Regions from separate parts of the Rattus norvegicus genome. Here region 1 is linked to region 2. The links are chromatin contacts, called in public Hi-C maps. All regions are on one chromosome and are shown on one strand. The core of a region is the stretch at or near the end of the contact, and the rest is flanking DNA. Distances in the headings are between cores, read along the strand shown.

The links. A called contact is a pair of places that touch in the nucleus more often than the background predicts.
Region 1: a contact with region 2 is called in a Hi-C map of the A7r5 cell line, with 2.8 times the contacts expected there. The contact joins two enhancer-like sites. A contact is called at or near these places in 12 of 12 Hi-C or Micro-C datasets (the A7r5 cell line, the Rat2 cell line, Schwann cells and 7 more) and 1 of 1 datasets of contacts at active chromatin or transcription factors (oligodendrocytes).

Annotation. Positions count from the first base shown.
Region 1 is chr13:49,345,573-49,348,675 of GRCr8, forward strand. It overlaps Lmod1 (leiomodin 1), which reads left to right. Exons shown (of 3, transcript NM_001107179.2): 3 at 416-2,398. The coding sequence ends at 442. Among named protein-coding and RNA genes, the nearest start is that of Shisa4, 8.5 kb to the right of the region's middle. Within about 2 kb of position 1,434, at least 16 of the 93 cell types and tissues checked have an H3K27ac peak or open chromatin away from gene starts, as enhancers often do. A contact at or near this core is called in the A7r5 cell line and Schwann cells, where this site is marked.
Region 2 is chr13:49,172,191-49,175,113 of GRCr8, forward strand. No RefSeq gene overlaps it. Among named protein-coding and RNA genes, the nearest start is that of Gpr37l1, 16 kb to the left of the region's middle. Within about 2 kb of position 1,486, at least 11 of the 93 cell types and tissues checked have an H3K27ac peak or open chromatin away from gene starts, as enhancers often do. A contact at or near this core is called in the A7r5 cell line and Schwann cells, where this site is marked.

The DNA of each region.
Region 1 (3,103 bases), core at 184-2,683, 170 kb after region 2:
CCTCACCATCATTTGTGACTAAAGACCAAAACATAGAGGGGAAGGCAGCTGTGATCCAGAGGCTTCTTGCTGACATCTGTTTTGGTTTGTCTTTTAAAGATTTATTTATTTAATGTATATGAGTACGCTGTCGCTGTCTTCAGACACACCAGAAGAGGGTATCGGATCTCATAATGGTTGTGAGCCACCATGTGGTTGCTGGGAATTGAACTCAGGACCTCTGGAAGAGCAGTCAGTGCTCTTAACTGCTGAGCCATCTCTCCAGCCCCAGCATATGGTTTTTGCAGAACATTCATCCCACAGACACATGCTGAGGTGTTTGCGTGGTGTCCTTTGGCAGGGAAGGAAAGTGAGTTAGACTCTAGGGTACGGTGTTGGATTCCTTGAGCTAACCCATCTCTGCTTTGCCTTACAGGTAGAGGTGCCCAAGCTGCTTCAATAGGACAGGCAGCCAGGCATTGGTACCAATGCCTGACTGCCTAGACTCTTGTTCCAGGGCTACACAGACCCCCGCCACCCCACCCTGGCTGAGCTGCTACAGCTGCCCCTGTCCACCATGGGAGAGCTCGAGACCTGGGCCGCGCTCGAGGGAGGACACCTCATCTCTTCTCCCTTTCCTTTTCTTGTCTCTGAGGCTCTTCAAAAATTGCTTTGAAACCTGGAGCTGGAGTGAAGTGTCGGGACAAGAGGAGTCCTTTAAGTACGTCACAGAGAAGATGTCTCCCAGGGACCACATATCCACCCCAGCCTCACTGCCTCCAGGGCCAGGATTCAGGCCTCTGAGGAGCCCTTGGGGCCAAGCGGCTGGGCCAGTGGCACTCCATGGGGCAGAGGTAGAAAGATGGAGGGCAAGGGAGTCGGAAGGCAGAGCAGGAGGGCTGGGAACACTATAAAGCCTCCATCTGATGTGCCTGGGCAGCGGACATGGTTGGACAGTACCTGAGAGAAGGTAGGCTCCAGCTGGGAGTAGACAGACAGACAGCAGCTGGACCTGAAGGGTTGATGCCAAAGCAGACGTTTCCTTCACACCACCTGCTGCTGTATAATAGCTATATATCTGTTTTTCCATAAGATTTTGATAATATATACAAACCTTTAGCTGCGAGTGGCTATACCTCACCTTTTCTTCATGTGTTAATGGTTCTAATGTTCACCCCGGGTTCCCTAGAAGGCCTCCAAAAGCTCAGGGTCCCTGCCAAACCATTCAAGGTGACCATAGACAGAGAGGGCAATATGGGGGAAAGCTTGAACTCTTGAGACAACCTCCCGACCTGGTGTTGCAGGTCTGTTCCTCGCCAGTCTCTTTGCCTCGTATCTGTGCCCAGAGATGTTCTCAGGGGCAGAGAGTCACACAGGGCCCTGGCGATGGCTATATAAGGCACGTTCAGGGATGACCATTCCGTGACTCTTCCTACTGTAGGCTCAGGGCCAGTTCTTCACAGCAGTTACAGGCGAAGGAAGGCAGAGTGAGTCAGAGTGACTCAGGGAGGGACACCAGTGTGACTTAGGGCATGCTCCCACTGGAGGCATCACTGGGGATCTATGGAATACTGTTCCAACTAGGGATGAAGCCCAGCGTCAGCTCCCATGCCTAGCATGGAGGCCTTGGTTTCCATCTCCAACATGATCTCTTTCTGACTTACTGGCCTGAAGATTACTGTGCCACCATGAAATTACCACCTTGGTTCTGGGTCACAGACATCTGTCTGTCTGTCTGTCTGTCTGTCTGTCTGTCTGTCTCTCTCTTTCTCTCTAGAAGCAGAGAGGAAAGCAGTTGGAATATGGGTGGGGTCCCACCTCCCTAAGGAAGTAGGATAGCTGTTGTAGGTCTGGCTAAAATCAGAGAGGGCCTACTCATATCCCAGGGTACCTTCTGATTCCATTCCTTCCCCACCCCATTACTGCTTAAGTAATGGGCTGGCCCAGGGGAGGAGATATCCCAGCGCTGGCTCCCAGATCTCAAAGATCGTGATTTGGAGCCAAGCCCACGAGCTTGCATCTGATGGTGCAGGGCACTAGGTAGATCTTTACAGATGGTTGTGAGCCACCATGTGGTTACTGAGATTTGAACTCAGGACCTGTGGAAGAGCAGTCAGTGCTCTTAACCGCTGAGCCATCTCTCCAGCCCCCACTAGGTAGATCTTAAGGGTGCTTCTGCTTATCTTCCAACTCTGCGAGGTGGAAGCCAATAGCCTCACTGGTTTGCAGATAGAAATTAATCAGCTTCACATGGGTACATGGCTGATAAGAGGCAGGACCGAAGTCTTCACTCCTCTCTGCTGCTGAAAAATGGACCAGTGATAGTTTTTCACAATGACATTGGAAGCCAAACAGAAATATAGATAGGTAGATGATAGGTAGATAGATGTCGATGTAGATATAGATATCTTCCTCTTCTCTATGTAGTCTTGGCTGACTTAGAACTCCCTACATAAAGCAGGCTAACTTCGAACTCACAAACATCTGTTTGCCTCCACAGGGATTAAAGGTGTGTGCTACCACACCCGGCCAATCTCCAATCTTAAAGTCTCCTTTATAACTTTTCACCTTTGCTTTCTTGTTTGTTTGTTTGTTTGTTTGTTTGTTTACTTAGCTGGAAACACGATTTAGGCGGGGTGGGGACTGGAGTCACACACACTCCCCAACCCTCTGCCTCCCAGAGCCCATTAAGCCTGGAATGATGTAATCACAGAATTCTAAGTGCCTTTAAACCTGATGTGGGGGCGCAGCGCCACCTCGAGGAGAACTGCGTCCCAGGCTCTTCTGCTCCAGAGAGCAGCCTAAAGCTTGGACCTGGAGCTGGCTGCGGAGGTCAGAGAAGACCAGAGATGCGGAAGGGAAGCTAGCCCCACCCTACGCGACTGTCGGTGCGGTACCGGACCCGCTCGAGGTGCGGGGCGGATGCTTGAGCTCAGGACACGCGGGATTCGCAGAAGCGTTTCTGTCGGCTCCGCGAGTTCTGCTGTCCGCCTGAGGAACCTGAACCCGGAGTCACGCGTCTAGCGGGTTTTTCCTTCCTAAAACCGAGGAAGGTCAGAACTAGCATTAGAAAAGATCTATCCCCATCTATCACCTACGTTTTACGCGGGGGAGGGGCGAGCAG
Region 2 (2,923 bases), core at 236-2,735:
GTGAACAAGGGTCTCAAGTGAAGAAAGAAGAGATCAGCTTTCTTTGAGCTTTCTGTGGCTTTCAGGGAGAGGGCTCCTAGTTTCTGAGATCTACCTTGGGGAAGATTTCTAATATTTATCACTGAGTTTGGAAGAACAAAAGGTGAGGAGACTTAAAGGCAGGAACTGACTTGAAGCCTTCAGGGCTTCTACAGAGTCTGTACCTTACTGAACTACTTGGGGGTATCATGTTCTGAGCCCCAACATAAGGTTATTAGCGTCCTGGACTAATGACTCCCTATACCAGTTCAACACAGGGAGTGTCCCAACCTGGCTTGCTGTGCACACCTCCTCGGAGTAAACAGCCGCCTTGGGGCTCTCGCCACTTTCAGGGTGTCCTTACCTCTGCCTGGTGTCCTCAGGGTAAGGGTTGGGCAGGGCTGCTCCACCAAACAATGCTGGGGGTGGCGGCAGGGAGAATTGAAAGCGCCAGTGACCAAGGAAGACTAAGGGCGGGGGAGGAGATGAGAGACCATGGACTCAGGTACTACGTGGCTTGGTGGGGTTCACTTGGAGCCTTTTTCTCCCCACTCTCTTTACCTTGCTAGGAACTCTACTTTATCTTGACCCTTGGTCACCTGCGGGGGTGAAGCCAGCAGAGTCCTGGGTCTCGAGCCTGAAGTCCAGTATCTTTCCCCTCTGGGGTGAGGTGACCAGGCACACCTATGCCTCCCTCCCTGGAGTAAACAGCAAGTGGAAGGCCCAGGGCAGGGGTGGGGTGAGGCTGAAACTGGGTGCTGAGGGCAGGGTGAGTCATGTGCTTGCATTGTAGCTGTTAGGGACTAGAGGGAGAGTGGAGCCTGAGCCAGAACAGGACCAACTGGGTCCCCTACTCCACCCACCCTCATCCCCGACTCCTTGAACTGGCATTTGAAAACGATCCTCCAACCTCTCCACCCTCTTTTGGGCTCTCTTTGTTTTGTTGAGGAAGGAGGCTGACCCCTAGAGATTTTCCAGAGAGGACAGACGGCTTATCTAGAGACACAGAGAGCCCTCTTAGGGATCCAAAATCATCTATGAGTTTAAACCCCAGAGCCACAGATCTTCTCTGTCCCGCTGGGACGAGGACTCCTGAGGGTCTGCAATTACACTCGTGGCTAGGATGCAGCCAAGCCACCGTAGTTCCTGGGTGGAGTGGATCAGCTCCTTGCCGTCATCGAGAGTCACCAATCCCTGGAAGCCCTGCCCAGCAGTGTGACCTCACAGGACCGGATCCCTTGTGTCCTGAAGGGGGGAAAGAAAGATCTGATTCAATCCTCGAAGCTCCACAGTGCAGTCAGATGGGGTAGGTCTGTCAGCTGCGGGGTTACTGGTACTGTCTACTGCCCACCTTCCAGGAGCACCTGCCCTGAGTGACTGAGTCAGCTCTTTCGCGGTACTGGGTTGTGAATAACTCCGGTCAAACTTTTGCTGACAGCACATAGTATTGTGGTTAAGTGGTGGAATTTTGAGAATTCTTGGTATCGGTCATCCTGGTTCCTCACCAATCAGCTGTGAGATCTGGGCTGGGCCTGACCTCACTGAATGTCTGCTGTAAATCAGGACTGACAATCCCTACCCATGGATTGTTGTGTAGATTAAATGAAATGACCTGCTGTCCCTCAGGCACAATGCCTGGCATGGACTCACAACCAGTGTGTGTGAGCGCATGCGTGGTACTAGTGGGACTGGATTCAGGGCATGCTAAGTGTTCATTCATTTTCCTGCTGAGGTAGCATCCTCAGGGCCTTGGCTCAACATTTGTGAGAAACACACACACACACACACACACACACACACACACACACACACACGTAGTTAAAAATTTTAACATCTCTTTTTCTTCTTTTCTTTTTTTTCTCTCTTGGTTTTTCAAGACAGGATTTCTCTTTGTGTAGCCCTAAATGTCCTGGGACATACTCTGTAGACCAGGCTGGCCTGGAACTCACAGATCCATTTGCCTCTGCCTCCTGAGTGCTGGGATTGTATGTGGTATATTCTTTCTGGCCTTCACTTTCTCGACCTGGCTTCCTAGAGCCAGATGGGGCACAGTTCTGAACAAGCTGACTGACTTGTCATGTAGCTTCTTCTGAACTGCAGACTCTTGGGGACCAGGATGCACAGAGGAAGCCAGAAAACAGAGAAAGCTGCTTACCTGCTCTTCTTCCTGACTGGAATTCTCTGAGGCTACCCACAGCCATCTTTACCAGTTAATTTAATGCCGGCTTCTACAGAGTCGAACACAGGCTTTGGCTCCCATTAGGACGCTGACCCTGGACAGCTTGCTCTCAAAGCAGTGTGTAGCACCCTGCCATCGGTTTCTGCAGGCTACCCCCCTCCCCCTCGCACCCCTGCTACTAATCTGTCACGGTCTGTCCTTGCAGCCTCCTTACCCTAGCCACAGATTGTCTCAGCTTCCCTAGATGGGAACTTCTCTGTCCTCTAGAGTAGATCTGTCAGTACCACCTCCCAGTAGGGATGGGAGAGTAGCTATGGAGAGGACTACGTGGTGCTCTCCAGGTGGCAAATGCTTTGGCCTTCACTAAAAGTCTGCTGTTGACCAGGAAGTACCGATTTCTCGACCAACTTTTAGATTTAATTAATTAGTTAGTTAGTTAATTAGTTAGTTAATTTTTTTTTTTTTTTTTTTTTTTTTTTTTTTTTTTTTTTTTTTGCTGTGGCTTTGTTCCTTCTCTCCACTGTGCTGGGGTGTTGGCTGCGGCACTGTTGTAAGTCAGGACTGTAAGGGGGATGGGCAGCGAAGGATCGGACAACAGAAAGAGACTAGCAGCAGGACAAAGCCCACCCTGAGGCCTAGGATCTATCAGCACAGATAAATGGACCTCCTTCCTAGTCATATTTAGTTAACTAGCCAAACTAATGAAAGGCACTCTAGGGTACAAAG